Linked DNA regions of Sus scrofa: all the other regions are linked to region 6. The links are chromatin contacts, called in public Hi-C, HiChIP or PLAC-seq and promoter capture Hi-C maps. All regions are on one chromosome and are shown on one strand. Each heading gives the region's core, a stretch centred on a gene start, on an enhancer-like site or on the middle of the called end of the contact. The rest is flanking DNA. Distances are from core to core; before and after follow the strand shown.

Region 1 (2,875 bases), core at 246-2,745, 190 kb before region 6:
TTGAGGGAATCATGGCCAAGAGGAAACAGATGCCCTCTTGGCCCCTCCCTGGGCAGCCTGAGAGCACACCAGCCTCAGGCCACTCGTGCATCCTGTCCCTCCCAGCCAGGTCCCTGCTGCCCTACCGCTGCTCCAGTGGCTCCCCCATTACCTGCCACTCAGGGGTCAAGGGCCAAAGTGAAGTGGGCTCTCAGGGAGCCCTGTAAGCTTTGGATTTACTAGACAAAGAGGGCAATTGGGGTGTTACTCTGGGGCTAGCCTGTGGGCTGGCATAGGGATAGTGGGACAGGGGAATCTGGGGAGCTGGATCAAGGCAGGTCTAGAAAGGAGGGGGTTGGCTTGCATGATGTCCTTAGACTCCTCCCAGCTCTGAAGTTCTGGCTTCTAAGCAATGACTGATGAAGCACTGGCCCAAGGCAGTCCCTTCCATCCCATGGAGTCTCCCTCCAGGAGCTCCTGACCTTGGCCAAGGCCCTGCCCATCCACCTGCCACACGTGGCCGCCACTAATCCAGAAGTGCCCTTTGATCTGTTCCCCCATCAGGAAATCTCCTGCAGATTAACCACCATCCTCCCCGGGGAGAATTTGCTTTCCCAGTTGACCTCCCTGGGGTGAGTGCCAAGGGCTAGCCTTGGAAGGGGACCCTGAGGAACTTAGGGGCTGCAGGGGCTGGGAACCCAGGTTGGTTTTATGGTGAGGCTAAGCAAGGTGAAGCTCAGGGATCCACAGTGGCACAGGCCTTCCCAAGACCCTTAGAGGAGCCTGACCAGGTTTCCACGTGTTCACTTATCTGTGTGAAATCTGTAAAAGATATTCTCATATTTTTAAGATAGAGCCTCCCCACAAAAATTGGATGGACACTTAGGAAGACCAACTGTCCGGTTTTGCCAGGAACTGTTCGGGTTTGAGCACTGCAAGGCCCTTGTCCTAGGAAACTCCTCAGTGCTCTGCAAACAGGACAGGTGGCCACTAGTTTCAGGCCCCACATTGGGTAACGTTTGCTCAGCACCTGGACTGGGGGTGGGGGGGGAAACAGGGATCCTTTTCTGCCTCACTTCCTGGAAGCCTCTCGGCGCCTAGGGCTTGGGGACCCTTTTCGCCGGCCCCAGTTCTGGAGTTGTGGCGCTTCTGTTTGTTTCCTTGGCAACAGGGAGAGGAAACCCCCATTTAGGAGACCCGGGAGGCCCCGGCAACCACACACACACAGACACACACAGACTCACAGGCAGCCGCCCACACGCAGGCGCCTGCGTCAGAACCAGCCGTCAGCACTGCCCGCCTCCGGGCGGCGGGGGCGGGGGGGCGGGAGAGGAACCACCCCGCCGGAGTCCGGAGTCGCCCTACCAGCCCGAACCGATCTGCCCTGGAGGGAACAAGCCCCGTCCCCTTGGCTCCGCCCACGTCTCCGGGGCCCCGCCCCTTCCTACGTCTACCTCCCCTCCCCCACCCTCACCAGGTGGGGCGGGGCCAAAGCTGGGAGATAGGGAGCAGAGAGGACGAAGTCACTGCGGAATTCCTCTTTGGCTCTTGTCTGGTGTGTACCGTGGCAGTATTTTGGTGTGTATTGTGACGGTTCCAGGAAGCCTGAGGCTCACAGGTGGGGCGGCTCTCTGGGCCCATTTGAGTGGGGGATGGGGTTTGGAATGTCGGGCAGGGACTCCTGGGCAGACTCTCGGATTTTGCTGTTGGATGGAGCTCCTTTGGGGTCTGGACTGAAGGGAGGTGGGATGTAGTTAACCTGGAGGCAAATCCCTGGAGTTTGGGACCTGCTTCTGTCTCTTGTTGTGTGGCCTGGAGCATATCAGTTAACCTGGCCCAAGTCTCAATCTCCGTATCTGTATAATGGGCATCATGGTGTTTGCTTTGTGCATCTCAGAGAGGTTTGAGAGGGTTAAGGTAGTAATCTGGATTGTGAAAAGATGACACCTGGGAGACCTGCCCAGCCAAATGTGAAGTGTAAAGGGTTGGTTCTGTGCTCATTATCTAGCGGCCCTGTCTGGCCTGGCTGGAGCACCCAGGGAAGATAGCCAGCCCTACACTGACCCCTGCAACCCCTGCCTCATCATGGTAGCGATAATGCCCATCCCTTGAGGTCGATTAGCCCCTTCCAGTATGTCCAGAGTGATGTCCTGTCTCCTACAGTAGTGTGAAATAGGGTCCGAGTACTATTTGGGGGTTTCTGGCTGTGTTTGGGCAAATCTTAGCTTCTCCAGCCTGAGAAGCCCACTTTGTAAAGAGAGGGGTTTAATTCTCAGAGCCCTGGGGGCCTCTTAGGGGAGGGGCAAAGGATCACCAGGCAGGGGTCCCTAAACTTCCCTGCTAGAGAGACTCTGCCTCTGTCATTTAGTATATTGGGCTTTTGGGGTGAAATTTCATTCAAATGAGGGGTTCACTGGCTTTACAAAAGGCCATCAAACACGCTCCTTCTGAGGGCCTTCCCAGCTAAACTAAGCCAAGCTAATTGTTCTAAGCCTGCATCATTCCATCTAGCTGGGTCCGGATGGGAAGAAGGCAGTTACTCAGCTGGACTATCTTAGGTCAATTAGTCAACTTCTCGGAGTTTGGGTTTTTGGTATATAAAATGCAGATAATAATACCTTCCTCATAAGGCTGAAGTCAAGATGAAGTGGGATCAGCCCCACATGGCCCCTAGCCCAGTGCCTGGTATGTGGCAGCTACTTAAAGAACAGCCAGGTCCTTCCATACCACCTGTGCAGGAGTGACTCAGCAGTTCAACAGGTGTTTAGTACTTGACCCTGTGATCAAAGAATGAATAAGACAGGGACCCTCCCTCCAAGCACTCTAGGGAGTTCCTGTTGTGGCTCAGGGGAAACAAACCTGACTAGTATCCATAGGGATGCAAGTTTGATCCCTG
Region 2 (2,876 bases), core at 288-2,787, 160 kb before region 6:
AGACAAAAAAAAAAAAGACAAAAAAAAAAAAAAAGATATATCTGGGATCCATCCATTTTCACCATCATCACCATCTCTTGGCTGGGTTGTGGCATTAGTTTTCGAACTGGTCTCCTGACCTTGCTCCATATGCTTAATTCTCCAAACAGCAGCGAAGTGGTCCTTTAATAGGTCATTCCTCTGCTCAAGAACTTTCCCAAAGCACTCAGTACAAAAGCCAAAGTCCTCAAAACGGCATGCAAAGCCAGGCAAGATGACCCCCACCTGGTTTCTCACTCTTCTCCCTCATGCTCACTCCACTCAAGCTGCAGTGACTGCCCAGGTAATTCCTAGAACACACCAAGCACACACCTGCCTCAGGACATTTACACTAATGTTTTCCTCTGCCTGGACCACGTTTCCTATCACATATCTGCTTGTTTCAGGTCTCTATTCAAATGTCACCAGCCAGTAAAGCCTTCTCTGACTAAATTTAATAAAATAGGGAGTTCCCACTGTGGCTTAGTGGTAACAAATCCAACTAGTATCCATGAGGATTGTGGGTTCGATCCCTGGCCTCGCTCAGTGGGTTAAAGATCCAGTGTTGCCATGAGCTGTGGTATAGGCCAGTTGCTACAGCTCCGATTGGACTTCTAGCCTGGGAACCTCCATATGCTGTGGGTTTGGCCCTAAAAAGACAAAAGGCAAAAAAAAAAAAAATTCCATGGGCATGAGGGAGCCAGGGGGGATTTTTGGTCTGAGGCTGAGTGATATGAGAACTGAGGTTTCACGCTTGCTCACGGCTATCTTTCATTTCCACTTCTTTTTCCCTCTCCTTATATGTGTATATCTCTCAGCTGCCCCTGCCCCTCCATGGCCAGAAGTAACTGGATAAGTCATTTTCCTTTTCTATAGCCTCTCAGGGATGGGAGAGGGAGGGGCTGAGCAGGGACCCTTTGTCACTCAGCCTCCCGGGTGTCTCAGTGCTCCTACCCAGAGGGGCAGCAGATGAAGACATGGAGAGGCCGCTGGGAGAGGAAGGTGCCACCTGCCCCCACCCTCCACCCCCTAGATTGACCTTGAGGTGCTGGCTCCCCCCCCACCCCCCCGGGGCCTCAGGCCCTTACAATCCTTGGGCTGATTCTCCGTGCTTAGTACCAGTCAGTGCCAGCTGGCAGCTCTCACCGGAGACTGAGGTGACACGAATATGGCGGAGGAGGGGAGGAAGTGGGCAAGGGCCCAAGAGGAATAGGGGCCAGGATTCGAGGGGGTGGTAATCATAGGCTGGGTGGTCAAGATGGGTGTCGCATGGGACAGGCTAGACTGAGGAGTCTAGAGGTTTCCAGAAGACTAGAGGATGTGTCAGGACCCCCCACTCTGGCCTTCCTGTCCCTGGCAGACTTAATCCTCTCCCTGCCACCCACTTTTCTCTACCTCTACCCCCTTAAGCCGCCCCTGGCTAATTCTCCTTGGTCCCTTTAAGAGCTGCCTGGGAACTGGGGCACCAGAGGGGGCTGGCAGGGCCCCCACCCCCTCCCCCTGCCCTGCCCGCCTCTGCTCCGCCCCTTGCCCGGTACAGACTCTGCTGGAAGCCTTGGACGCCTGGGTTAGGGTCTCCACTGCTGGGCTGGGGGTAAGGCTTGAAAGGGGTGGGGAAGGGGGACCTCGGTCCCCAGGGTGGGGTGGAGGGGAGGCGGGAGGCCAGTTTCCTAGCGCTGTGGACATGAACTATCTGTGTGCCAACTCCAGTGGATAACGTAGGGAGCCCTCTGGGAGGATGCTTGGGCCTCAGACTAGCGGGTAGGGCAGCCCTAAGGATCTTGGGGGACAGTGACTAGAGGGCAGGATGCCTGGGTCTCCTCACCCTCCACTCCCCCTTCGTATTTTTCTGGGACCTTCATTTGCTAACCTCCATTCAACCACCCCCCTGCGTCTCCTGAAATTAAAGACATAGGATCCTGACCCCTTGTCTTCCACAGATGGGGAAACTGAGGCTGAGCAAACCAGAGGAAATGGAGTTGTGTGGGTCATGGCAGGAGAAATAGAGGTTAGGCTGCAGAAAGGTTCTCTGTCCTTCTCTACCCCAGACAACTAGACATGGGAACTTGGGTGTCCAGCTCACCCCAGCAACTTTGTAACTACAGCCTTGGCCAGCACCCGGGTCTAAGTCCCTGCCCCCCTCAACAAGACAACTTAGCTCTTTACTGGAAGTTTTTGCTTTTTGTTTGTTTGTTTGTTTTTAGGACTGCACCCGAGACATATGGAAGTTCCCACACTAGGTGTCAAATCATCGGAGCTGCAGCTGCTGGCCTACACCACAGCCACAGCAACACGGGATCTGAGCCGCATCCACGACCTACCCCACAGCTCATGGCAACACAGGATCCTTAACCCACTGAGCGAGGCCAGGGATTGAAACCGTGTTTCTGGATTCGTTTCTGCTGTGCCACAACGGGAACTTCTTTCCTGGATATTTTGATTTCCACATATCAGAGCCAGGAGAGGCTCCCAAAAGCCCAGCTGGGTAACCTGGAATGAAGTGGAGCCCGGGGGCCTGTAGACTCCTCTACTCTACTCCCCTGGTTTATTTTGCAAATGTAGCCTGTTCTAGTTCTGCCACTCTGTGGCAGGACTGGGCCCAGTTCCCCTAAAGGGGAAGGGACTCGGGGCAGGGACCCAAGGACCCCCCCCACCCCAGGTGTAAAGGCTTTCTGCAGTCCAACTTCCTGTTACAGTCCTAGTTCAGTGTCCCTGCCACCTGATTGCAAGTCAGCCCTTCCCCTCCTGCCATGGGTCCCAGTCCTGAGGGAGAAGAGCCTGAAGTAGGCACACTAGTCCCCAAGGCCTCGGAGCTGAGGGCACAGAGGATGGCGTGTCAGGAAGTGGTGGGAATGTGA
Region 3 (2,700 bases), core at 34-2,533, 240 kb before region 6:
TTCCAACTCCACCACGCCCCCAGACCAGGCCACAAGGCAAACCCCGGCCTCCCTTCCCAAACACGCGCCACGCTACCCCGGATCGACCTCGCAGGACGCCCCCTACCCGCCGCCTCTTCCCTCCCGCTTCCCCGAGTGCCTGCTGGGCCCCCGCCCTCCTCTCCCCGGCCCTCCCATACGCCCGACGGTCTCAGAGACACCCCCCTCTTCACAGACCACTCCTCCGCACCCCCCCAATCCCCACCACCCGTACTACCTCCTTGACCGAGGCTCGATCGCAGATCACAATTTCCTCCTTGTCCTTAGGGGTCTTGACGGTGACCCGAATCGGGGGCCTCGTCTCGGCCCCGCTCGGCTCCGCCATGCCGCCGCCGCCGCCGCCACCCGGCCGCCCGCCAGCCCGCCCCGGCTCCTCCTCCTCCCCGCCCGCCCGGCGGTGCTCGGCTCCGGCGCCTCCAACACTCCCCTCTCCCCTCCCCTCCCCAAGGCTTCACCGCCCCCTCCGGACCAGCCGCAGCCACAGCGCCCCGGGCGGACCGGGGGGGCCACTGCAGCGGGGTCCGCCCAGGGCCGAGCCCGGGGTCTGCAGCCTGGGCAGGGCCTTGCTGGGCGGCGGCCCCCAAAGGGGCTGCTCCGGACAGGGGCGGGAAGCAAACTCTCCGGGAGAGACCACCGCCCGTGGTAGCCGGTCCGAGTCGCGCTGAGGTGCCAACCCCCCGCCCCCGGGCCCAAAGCTACCCGCCCCCTCCGCGACTAACTCTTTCTCCGGGACAAAGGACTTTCTGTGTCGCCGCTTTATCTCCGTTCCCTATGATAACTGGTCTTTCTTGGAAAGCCCAAATCCTTTCCAGGCCTGAGGCTTCTCCCGACTTGGAGGCTGAATTTTCCACTTCTGGATATCTACCTAAAACCTCTTCTGTAGGATTGACTTAATTCCCCTGAGGGTAGCGGCCTCCAAGAAGTCTATTCAGTACAGTTCCAGAGACCTGGATTTTTGCCTGCATGGCCTTTCTGAGCCTATTTCCTCAATAGCATCTATCTCCTCATCTCACAGAATTATGCATAATGTAGAAAATTGCTTTGAGAAGTAACCCAAGGTATGCCTGACAAGTATAGGAATTTTGTTTTCTTTTAATTACTGAATCGTGGATTGTCAAGCAGATATGACTCCTCTGCCCGAGAGGGTTAAATGTCCTTCCAGTACTGCCACTATCCTTTTACTCCCGCTCTTTTCCCCCATAACCGCGTGGTCTCACTGGAAAGGCGAACTGTAGTTCCCAGGGTGCCTCGCGAAGCTTCGAGGAACTACAATTCCCAGCGCCCCCCGCGGTGAGGCGGGGTTGAGTCAGAACCGCACAGTCAGGCCAGGAAACTACAACTCCCAGGAGTTCTGGAGCCGGGCAGCTGGACTACGGGAAGCGGCAGGCGGAGGCCAGTTATAGGAAACTCCGGGATCAGGTTGTGAAAGCCCAGGGTTAGGAGCCACAGGCATGCTGCGTCCCAAGGCTTTGACCCAGGTGCTAAGCCAAGCTAACACTGGAGGTGTCCAGAGCACCCTGTGAGTGCGGACCGAGAGGCCGAGCGGCGAGCACTGGAGTGGGGCTGCGCGCGGCTCTCCGAGGGAGGGGTGGGGAAGGCTCTCTGGGAAGGGAGGAGGTGGCAGAGGGGGCAGCCTTTGGGTGAACCGGCGAGAGGGCCACTCTTGAAAGAGAAACTGACGTGCTGGGTGTTTGGGGCATGTTCTAGGACACACTCAACCCAGACCCTTGCTTTCTAGGAGCGCCGGTGGGCGAGTTGGGATGGAAAGTCAGGTATTTTACTCCCCATCCTGAGCACGTTGATATCCGTTCTGATGCTTTTCCAGGCTGCTGAATAACGAGGGATCTCTGTTGGCCTACTCTGGTTACGGGGATACGGACGCCCGAGTCACTGCAGCCATCGCCAGTAACATCTGGGCGGCCTACGACCGGAACGGGAACCAAGCATTTAACGAAGACAATCTCAAATTCATCCTCATGGACTGCATGGTATGGAGAGGGGAGCCATTTCCTCTGTCCCTAAGGGGACCCCCAAGGGGCACCCTGGACCCCATCCTGGATGGTTGGGGCCCAGGGACAGGATTTCTGGAAGATTACTAAGAGTTGGTCTGCAGCAGCATTTATAATAGGCAGGACCCTATGTATCAAGTGGTGATGAGGAAGGAGTATTGGACCCGAGGTCTGGCTGGGTTCTAGTCTCAGCCAGCCACTTGCCATTTGTGGAACCTTGGGTAAGTCACAAGCTTTTTTACCACATCTCCAGTGTGAAAATAATCCCCACCACCACATCACGCACACAGGGTTGTTGTGATCAAATGAAAGGGTAGGTGTAAACTGTAGAGTGATATGCAGACACAAAGTGTTGTCATCTGAGATTCTCAGACTCAGAAGCATGGCAAAGTGTCCAGACCCTAGTCCAGTTCCTTCAGTTTACAGAAAAAGGAGATAAAGTCCAGAAAGAGGAAGCGCCATTAGACTGAATTTCTTGGGAACAGAACCTGTCTCATTCACCTTTATATCTGTTCAGTTAACAAATTTTTAGGTCCTTGCAGTATTCTCAGGACCTGGGAAAAAAATAGCAAACAGGACAAACAAAAACTGCAGCCCTAATGTCTCATATATGCCTTAAAATAAGTAAAATATGTATGTTTGTAAAATCAGT
Region 4 (2,877 bases), core at 218-2,717, 250 kb after region 6:
AGAAGACTCTGGCCTGACACAGTGGATTAAGGATCTGGCTTGCCACAGCTGTGACATAGGTTGCAGTTGCAGCTCAGATTCTGTTCCTGGCCCAGGGAACTTCCATATGCCACAGCTGTGGCTGAAAAAGGAAAACAGAAACAAGAAACAAAAACTAAAGACTATCACTGCTGACCTGAGTCACTTAAATGAAGTTGTGTTAAGATCATTTATTACAAGCATTGCAGACCATTTTTAAAGCCAATTAATGGCACTACTGGAGTAATCCTCTAGCCTCCCCAAATGACAACTCCAAAGGCCAAAACTTTCATTTGTGTTTAAGAAGGTCTAGGAAGTATCCTAGTTTGGGGGGGTGGGGGGAAATCAGACACATCGTTAAGTCACTCCTCCCAAATATTCCGTATTAGGCCTAAGAATGATGACCAGTCTGGTTAGATAGGAAGAGGAGCAAATTTAGGATGACTCACATGTCTGTTCATATTTCTACTGTGAAGGATGGTTACCTGAAAACCTAAATGAGATCTTGAGAGTCCCAACAGAAAAACACTGAGTGAAGAAATGGCCCTATCTTGCTTCTTGATACTGCAAGAGAATTCAAGTTCAAACACTGAGGTCTTTAAGGCCACCTCGAGGCTCTGCCTCTTCTCAGAAGTTATTTCCATCAGGCCGCAGATTCAACAACAACTAACATTTCAGCATTCATTCAATGCCAGCTTCACACACATTACCTCATTTCAACAACCCTATGAGGAGGCATTTTTACCTTCATTTCCAAATGAGGAAAAGGCATTGAGACGTTTCATTACTTGTCCAAATGAAACAGCTGGTAAGTAGCAGATTTAAGATCTCAGGCATCCCAGAACTGACATTCTTAATCACTAGGGTCCTCAGTCTGACAGCCATTAGTGCTTTACACTGTAGGACTTTACCACAGCTTGTCCCTCTTCACAGTAATTCGAAACTATATGCCCTGGTTTTACTCCCCAACCCCGGTGCTTCTAATGCAGCTCCGAGAACAGAGAATGCGTTCCGTCGTTATTCGCTGAACTGAAGGACACAGGTGGAAACTGCCTTAACAGAATGGATAACTGTGGACAAAAGCAACTAGATCCCAGGCTCTGCGCCGCAGTCTTTGTGAAGGCAGCGACTGCACGTTCAGGAACTGTTTTCTCTCCAGTTAACCTGAGTTTTCTGGAGAAGGGGCCCAGGTCCACAATTTTTAGAGCAGATCCAAACAGCCAGCTACCGTTTCCCTAGACCTCCTTCCTCTTGAGATCTAAATTCTAGCCCTCCTACCGCAGTTTCGCTTTGGTGAAACTACTTTCCTGCTCTCACATTTGCTTCTGAGCCCGGGCTCCGACAGCCACCGTCTGGGGGACTACAGCTCCTTACCGTCATTTGCAAGGTCCTCTCCGCAAAAACACATGCCAGCGACATCTTGCGCGCCGCCATCTTCCCGGAAGTGCGTTTCAGTCCTTCTAGGCGGTGGAAACCATAGAGATGCTCGCGGGAAGCAAAGTCGCCGTGGTCCTCCGGAAAGTACTTTTGCGTGGCCCACGTACTTGTATGGTTGTCATAGAAACTCAGCCCCAGAGCGCGCCCAGTTCTAGAGATTTGGGAGGTGTCCTGCTTCTTCCCTGTAGGCCCTGAGCGGCCACGGGACTTCACCCCTAACCGGCTCACTTGGGATCCTGATCCTTCCGTCTGACACCGTCTCGTCCCAGACACAAATAGGAGGAAGGAAAACTTTAGGGGGAAGCACCGAGAGTGGCCTGAGAGGTTCGTAGAGGCAGAGGAGGTAGTACCTCTGAGGTGGTTTGGGGGGATGAATACTCAGCCTGTGGGAAAACAGTTATTTATAAAATCCTAGAGAAGAGAAGTTTCAGTAGGTTTATCACGTTTTGACTCACCACCGTATGCCAGGACCTGCCCCTTTGGTACCAGTGATTCAAAGATGCATAAGACTCGAGCCCTAACTTCGGGGAGCACCTAGTATAGCCCAAGCAAAGTTGGGACCACGAGTGGGACTGAAAAGAGAGGCAGGATCCTGGAATCCATACCAGGCTGAGGTGTTTGGACTTGCCTTGTCAAGTATGAGGATCCCTTGATCAGAGGAGGGAAAGAACCTACTGCCAGGAAATCAACAAGAGAGGCTGCACACGCTCTCATTACCACAGACTGTTCCAAGGCTTAACTAAGCCACCCAAGAATAAAATCTGAAAAGAAGAATCCCTCGTTTTCATTAATTCACAGTAACTTAGTGCTCCTGCCCCACCTCCACCCCCCCCAGAACTTCAAAGGCTATTTCCTAGTAAAACCTTGTAATAATTGCTCAGTCTTTCATACTCCCTCATCCCCATAAGATTTTTTTCCATAAAAACTAATTTTACTTTTTTTTTTCTTTGGTCCTTTTTTTTTTTTTGGTTTTTTTTTTGTTTTTTTAGGGCTGCACCCAGGGCATATGGAGGTTCCAAGGCTAGAGGTCTAATCAGAGCTGTAGCTGCCAGCCCATGCCCCAGCCACAGCAACACAGGATTCGAGCAGTATCTGCAGCCTACACCACAGCTCAAGGCAACGCCAGATCCTTAACCCACTGAGCAAGGCCAGGGATCTAAGCACAACCTCATGGTTCCTAGTCAGATTCATTTCCGCTGTTCCACAACGGGAACTCCTAATTTTACTTTCAAAATATGCTACTTGTGGGAGTTTCTCTGTTGTGATGCAGAACAAACTAACCCGACTAGTATCCATGAGGACATGGGTTGGATCCCTGGTTATGGACCTGGCGTTGCCATGAGCTGTGGTGTAGGTTGCAGACACAGCTTGGATCCTGCCTTGCTATGGCTGTGCTGTAGGCTGGCAGCTATAGCTCTGATG
Region 5 (2,700 bases), core at 192-2,691, 150 kb after region 6:
AATGGGCTGCTTAAGAGGAGGCAGGGAGAACCTCCTACTCAAAGGACAAACCTGGGATAACCTAGTCAGTGGCTCCAAGGGGGCCCACACTCAGGAGCCCTCCTTTCATTGGGGAGAGACCTCAGGAGGCCACTGAGAGATCAGCTAGAATCACTAGGGGAAGGGAGACCCCGTAAGAACAAACCTGACAGAAAAGGGGTTGGCAGGAGGGTAAGAGACTACATGCATCTTAGTCTCCTCGGCCCACCCTCCGAAAAGCCCCTCACTCCCTGGACCCCCACTCCCAACCCAGTTCGGACTGGAGAACTCTTGCCCAGATGTTTAACAGCTGCAAACTTCTGGCCGGGGGTTCTCCAGCTGGGGCCACAGACAAACCAGAGCAGGGGTCTCGGAGGCAGGCTAGGAGGTCCCAAGAAAGGGTCCTGCGTGCCCACCTCCGTGCTAACTCTGAGTGCCAACTCCACAGGCACAGGGCAAACCCGGGCCCGGGACACACACACACTCACACACCCCAACCCACCACCCCGGTGTCATCTGAACAACATCCCCCCTCCCTCCCCCGCTTCCCAAACAGCTGCGGCTCCCCCCGCCCCCACCCTCCCGCCGCCCTCTCAGGCCCCCTTCTGCACCATTTCGGGCCAAGGAGGAGGGAACAGGCGGCTCGAGGAGGGAGAGGGAGGGAGGGCCGGCTGTTAAAATGTCAGTCGCTCCCGGCTGTCACCGGAGACCCCCTCTGAGGATGGCGCCCCTTCCCAGACCGCTCGGAGGCCGCCTTAACCCCCGGACACCAACAGACCGGCGCGCCCCCAAGCCACCCGTCCCCACCCCGACCCCAACACCCAAGGGAATTACAGCCCACTCCACTTGTCCCCCACAGCCGACTCCCTCACCCAAACAGTCCCCCATGTAATCTTCCACCAACGCCACAAGAAAACACAGCCCGCTCCGCGAGTTCCTCCCAAACCCAAGAGGCCACCCCATCCCACCTCTCAGGGGGACGGTCTAGACCACCCTCCACCCCAACCCCAGGATGGGGTGGGGGAGGGGGCCTCTTAAAGCGGCAGGAGCATTATTTTTCTCTACTCACCGGCCCCGCTGGGGGAAGGGGGATGTCACGGCTGGGAGGGGGTAGCCCTCGCCCCTAGTCCTGGGGCTCTTCAGCACCTGGAAGCCGCAGCTCCGGGCGGGGGGAATAATAAATGAGGCCGGCGTCCGCGCGGGCCCTGGGCTGCGCCGGGGGGCCTGGGCCCCCGTCGTGGGCGCGAGGGCGGGCAGGCGGGCGGCCGGCAGGCGAGGGACTGGGGCCGAGCGCCCGAGCCGCCTCGGCTGTTGTTGATATTTTGCTTCCTTCCTCCTTTCGAGCTCCAAAGGTAACTCCTCCAGCCCCCGGGAGTCGAGGCCGACGTAGGCACAGCTCAGCCTAGCTTGAGGGGTGGGGGGAACGGGGGTGATGGACAGGCGGGGGGGCCAATGGGAGGAACCCGTGGGGGCGGAGGGGCGGGGCCGGAGCAGGGGCGGTCCCGGGGACGCGGCCCCGCCCCTCGCTTCCCTCGGGCCGGCCGGGCCGGGCCGGGTCGGCCCCCACCCCAGCGCCCTCCCAAGCTAGGCTGCGGCGCTGGGAGAGGCAGATCCCTCCGCCAGCCAGGAGGGAGGGAGGGAGGAAGCGAGGAAGCGACCGAGCGAGGCAAAGTAGGGAGGCGAGACCCAGAGGCCTCTAAGGGGATCGGCCCGCGCCCGTGGTGCCCCTTTCGAGCTGTCCGGACGGCCGCCTAGTACTGCTGCCACCATGCGCTCGAAGAGGTCCTTTCCGGGGAGGTTCCGCCGACTGGGCACATACTTCCCGCCCCCGCCCCCAAACACACTCACACACACTCGCGCACACACACTTACACACACGCTACCTCGACAGCTCCCCCCCAACCCCCAAGCCCCTAGAGAGTTGGGAGGTGGGAATCTAAGTAGATAAATTAAGGGTAGACACTAAGTGTTGAAAAGATTTTATCTCCTTCACTTAGTGTGAGCCGAAGCCTCACTTAAAGGGACCCGTTCTTTTCTGGGGGGTTACCTGGAGAGCTCGTTTGCTCCCTCTACCTGTGAGAGGCCCCCTCCCCTCCCAGGGCCCGGCTGGGCAGACGCCCAGCAATTTAAAGCGACAGCTCATAGTTCGTGGGTGACCTAATCCCCAGTGCCTGAGGCTCCAGAGCACTTACAGCCGAGGGGGGCAATTTAAAGGGGCGTGACCCTAATTTCCCCCAGCACAGGAAACGCCCAAAAGCATCTCATTAAAGAAACAGTAGTAGATGTTTAAAAAAATTTGTAATTCCTGGTTGCTCCAGGGTGTGGCGAATCTTCTGCCCTACCACAGGAGTGTGGGTGCCATGCCTACTGGACAAGCGACCTGTCAGACTTCCTCTCCAGCATCCCTGTTGCCCCAATGTCTGCTTTCTACCTGAAGCTTGAGGAAATGATGGAATTTGGCTTGGATCTTAAAGACCCTCGCAGAACAGAAGGGCACTCAGTTCACACACCTCGATTTCTACCTGGCTGGGTCTGATTTACTGGATCAAGGCTTAATGATCCAGGTTGAGTGCTGAAGAGGCTAATATATAAAGAGGTAGCATGTTTTGGAGTAGTCAAGCTACTTTAGTTCACATCCTTATTCCGCCATTTTTTAACCGGGAACACAGGCCCATTACTTAA
Region 6 (2,700 bases), core at 180-2,679:
CACACACTCAAAAGCATCTGGGTTTGCGAGATACAATCACTTCATGCTTGGACATAACCAGAATGCCTCAGGAACCCACTGACCATCAGTAAGTGTGACCTACATGTTTTAATAGGAAGTCTAATAGGTTAGGGCCGCTAATGCAAGGGATTAACTCCGACCTCAAAAGAGCTGAACAACGCACTACTCACCTTAGGGCCCTCTCAATGGCTATACCTGAATCAAAAGAATGTTTATTTCACTCCTCTCTCCAAATTATACTTCCCTACAGTTTGTTGTAAAATTTCCCACCCATCAAACCTAAACATTCATTCACAGTTCTCAGGATTTAGATTCCTATTTCAGGCACTGATAACCAAAATCCTGCATGGACCTTTCTGATTGGATTCATCAGAAAAAAATTGGTTTTTTTTTCTGGGTTAAGTGGATTCTTGTTTGCAAACAGTTATTTTCCAGGTATACAGAAAATCGATAGCATTCTACACGCATAAGAGAGGGACGGAAAATGACTAATAAGGCTGAGATTACACAGAACAGAAACATACCCGAGGAAGACAACAGAAATGCGACTCATTCCCCATAGGTAAAGAGACCCAATGGAAAAATGTGGGAAAACTCAGTTGGTAAGTGGGAAAGATTACCACGGAGGGGATATCAAGGGAATAACTACATCTAAGATAAACCAGTGAGGAAGGTAGGGTTACTTGAGGAACAGAAGTTGCAGAATGGAAATTCAAGAGGACAATTACTGAAAATACAAATAACCAAGGCTACCACTCGCTCTTTTAAGCAATTGTCTCTACTTATCTCACTTGAGTCACAATCTTACGGGAAAATAGTTAATCCTAATAATAAAGATGGAAACGTTTCAATCAAACAACGTGGCTGACGCCACACCACTACTAAGGGATGGGCCAAGGTTAAAATGCTAGGCCAAACTTAAAAGCCGTTAGTCACAAAACTGCACACTGAAAATCACTCAAAGAAGGTTGCAAGGGCGGGGGTTGGAGGTGAAGAACAGAATGCCGAGTGGGAAGCATCTTCCCGAGGCCAGAGCCCGGAAAAATGAGGCTCGAGAGAGAAAGGTCAGTTTGCGTTTGTGTAGACATGGGAATACGTTAAGGGTAGACAGGAAAGCAGAAGGGGCTTCCAAAATGAACGACTGGAAGGCTCAGGGGCCGGACCAGGGCGGGACTGGGCTGAGGCAAGGCTGTAAAGTGCCGAAAGAGGGAGATGAAGAGGGGGTCCCTTCCCCAGCTTTCCCAAAACTCACTAAGCACGAGCACCGGACGATGGCCCATCATGGCGGCGCGATGCAGAGCCGGGTACCCAAAGCAGGGGGAACCGGCAGAACCTTCTGGAGAGAGAGAACCAGCGAGAAGCCCAGAAAACGCTGCCTCCTCAGGGCTTACACCCAACCCCGCTACCCTCCCGGGCGCCCCCAATCACCGCACCCATCTCACTGACCGGCACGGAAACAGGCCAATTGACATTCTTAGCCCCGCCCCCTACGCAAGAACGCGGGGCAAGCTAGGTAGAGAGAGCACGGTGATGGCAATGAGAGGGCAGAGGCGCTTGCGCAATGGGGTGGCCGCTCCCGGCCGCGTGCGGCGCGAACCTTGGCGCAAGCGCCAAGGATCGGGTAGTTGGCCGGAACGCCACTGCGCATGTGTGTCAACTATAAGGGTGGGTGCTGGGGTAGAGGCTTTCCATTAACACCGCAGGTGAGGTCATTAAACTCATGCGTCTCGACTCCTTTCGGACGCCAAGGTGGAGAATGACTTGACAGTTTCCATGCTTTCGTTCCAGCTTTGGCTACGGGGAGGACTAGAAGGGGCGGGACCTAAACCGGCAGTTGAGAGAACACCTGGCCCCTTTGATGCGGGGTGGAATGGGAGTTGTAGTCCGATCAGACTGAGCTGGGCGGTAACTAGCCTTCTGGGCACGCTGGGAGTTGTGGTTTACTGCCTCTGACTCGTTCCTATGCATGGACCTTTCCCTCTTAGGCAAATACTATCTATTGAGGCCGTGAATGGTACCTGAGAGTGCTGGCTTACCGACCCCTCGAGTTATCCTATGTAAAACATTTTCTCAAGTGTTTTCCTCTAGTGCTCTCAGATTTTCTTTATCCGTGTCCATTCTTTCCCCTGCCCTCCTCATGCCCTCAGCTACTGGTCCATTAGAGATGTTGGAGAACCAGAGTTTTTAAGTTACCTTACAGGATAGGAAAAGGGCTGATCCCGCAGAAATCAAAACTAGGGGAGAACACAGTATTTGCCCACATTTTTAGGAGACGCTTAAAGTTTGGGCGTAGTTAAAGTACTGTTTTGTCCAGAGAAAAGAAACATTACTAGAAACAGTTTTTTGTTTTGTTTTGTTTTTTAGTGAAAGGATGAGAGCACGAACAATTCAAGAACAGTTACTTATGTTTGGCCATAAAATAGAACAGTACACACCCTTTCATACTTTTTCCTTCCCAAACTGGAGCAGCCTGATATGTGCTGGGGAGAACTTATATGAAATTGTTAATAGTAAAATAATAGCATGGGTTGTTGGTCATGTGATGTTGTGATTCTTTCCCAGGCACCACACCTGTAGGTGTTCAGATGGAGCAGCATTCTAGTCATCCTACTAACAGAAGAGGTGTGTGTCAGAGGCCCTGCTTCCTTTCCCTTAAAACCAGACTTTGATTGGAGTTCC

Evidence for each region. Promoter capture Hi-C pulls out the DNA fragments that hold promoters and counts their contacts. Hi-C and Micro-C count contacts between places; a contact is called where the count stands out from the background. HiChIP or PLAC-seq counts read pairs in DNA pulled down with a chosen protein or histone mark.
Region 1: a Hi-C map of liver shows a contact between it and region 6, with 5 times the contacts expected there. The contact joins the promoter of LMNA here to the promoter of CCT3 in region 6. A contact is called at or near these places in 3 of 47 Hi-C or Micro-C datasets (embryonic fibroblasts, heart right ventricle and liver) and 1 of 2 datasets of contacts at active chromatin or transcription factors (alveolar macrophages).
Region 2: a contact with region 6 is called in an H3K27ac HiChIP or PLAC-seq map of alveolar macrophages. The contact joins the promoter of SEMA4A here to the promoter of CCT3 in region 6. A contact is called at or near these places in 1 of 5 promoter capture datasets (fetal skeletal muscle), 1 of 47 Hi-C or Micro-C datasets (embryonic fibroblasts) and 1 of 2 datasets of contacts at active chromatin or transcription factors (alveolar macrophages).
Region 3: a Hi-C map of liver shows a contact between it and region 6, with 19 times the contacts expected there. The contact joins the promoter of LAMTOR2 here to the promoter of CCT3 in region 6. A contact is called at or near these places in 1 of 5 promoter capture datasets (liver), 6 of 47 Hi-C or Micro-C datasets (embryonic fibroblasts, heart right ventricle, liver and 1 more) and 1 of 2 datasets of contacts at active chromatin or transcription factors (alveolar macrophages).
Region 4: a contact with region 6 is called in a promoter capture Hi-C map of liver, with 2.7 times the contacts expected there. The contact joins the promoter of GPATCH4 here to the promoter of CCT3 in region 6. A contact is called at or near these places in 1 of 5 promoter capture datasets (liver) and 1 of 47 Hi-C or Micro-C datasets (liver).
Region 5: an H3K27ac HiChIP or PLAC-seq map of alveolar macrophages shows a contact between it and region 6. The contact joins the promoter of MEF2D here to the promoter of CCT3 in region 6. A contact is called at or near these places in 1 of 47 Hi-C or Micro-C datasets (liver) and 1 of 2 datasets of contacts at active chromatin or transcription factors (alveolar macrophages).

The regions. Positions count from the first base shown.
Region 1 is chr4:93,924,904-93,927,778 of Sscrofa11.1, reverse strand. It overlaps LMNA (lamin A/C), which reads left to right and starts at 1,495. Exons shown (of 13, transcript NM_001111257.2): 1 at 1,495-1,597.
Region 2 is chr4:93,891,656-93,894,531 of Sscrofa11.1, reverse strand. SEMA4A (semaphorin-4A) reads left to right here and starts at 1,537. Exons shown (of 15, transcript XM_021089686.1): 1 at 1,537-1,612.
Region 3 is chr4:93,974,144-93,976,843 of Sscrofa11.1, reverse strand. It overlaps LAMTOR2 (late endosomal/lysosomal adaptor, MAPK and MTOR activator 2), which reads left to right and starts at 1,283. Exons shown (of 4, transcript NM_001243627.1): 1 at 1,283-1,558; 2 at 1,865-2,027. The coding sequence starts at 1,491. It overlaps UBQLN4 (ubiquilin-4), which reads right to left and starts at 458. Exons shown (of 11, transcript XM_003125701.5): 1 at 257-458. The coding sequence starts at 364.
Region 4 is chr4:93,484,955-93,487,831 of Sscrofa11.1, reverse strand. GPATCH4 (G-patch domain containing 4) reads right to left here and starts at 1,467. Exons shown (of 8, transcript NM_001243353.1): 1 at 1,393-1,467.
Region 5 is chr4:93,580,304-93,583,003 of Sscrofa11.1, reverse strand. MEF2D (myocyte-specific enhancer factor 2D) reads right to left here and starts at 1,441. Exons shown (of 12, transcript XM_021089672.1): 1 at 1,088-1,441.
Region 6 is chr4:93,732,696-93,735,395 of Sscrofa11.1, reverse strand. CCT3 (chaperonin containing TCP1 subunit 3) reads right to left here and starts at 1,429. Exons shown (of 14, transcript NM_001244180.1): 1 at 1,274-1,429. The coding sequence starts at 1,304. It overlaps TSACC (TSSK6-activating co-chaperone protein), which reads left to right and starts at 367. Exons shown (of 4, transcript XM_013996980.2): 1 at 367-1,085; 2 at 2,584-2,643. The coding sequence starts at 2,607.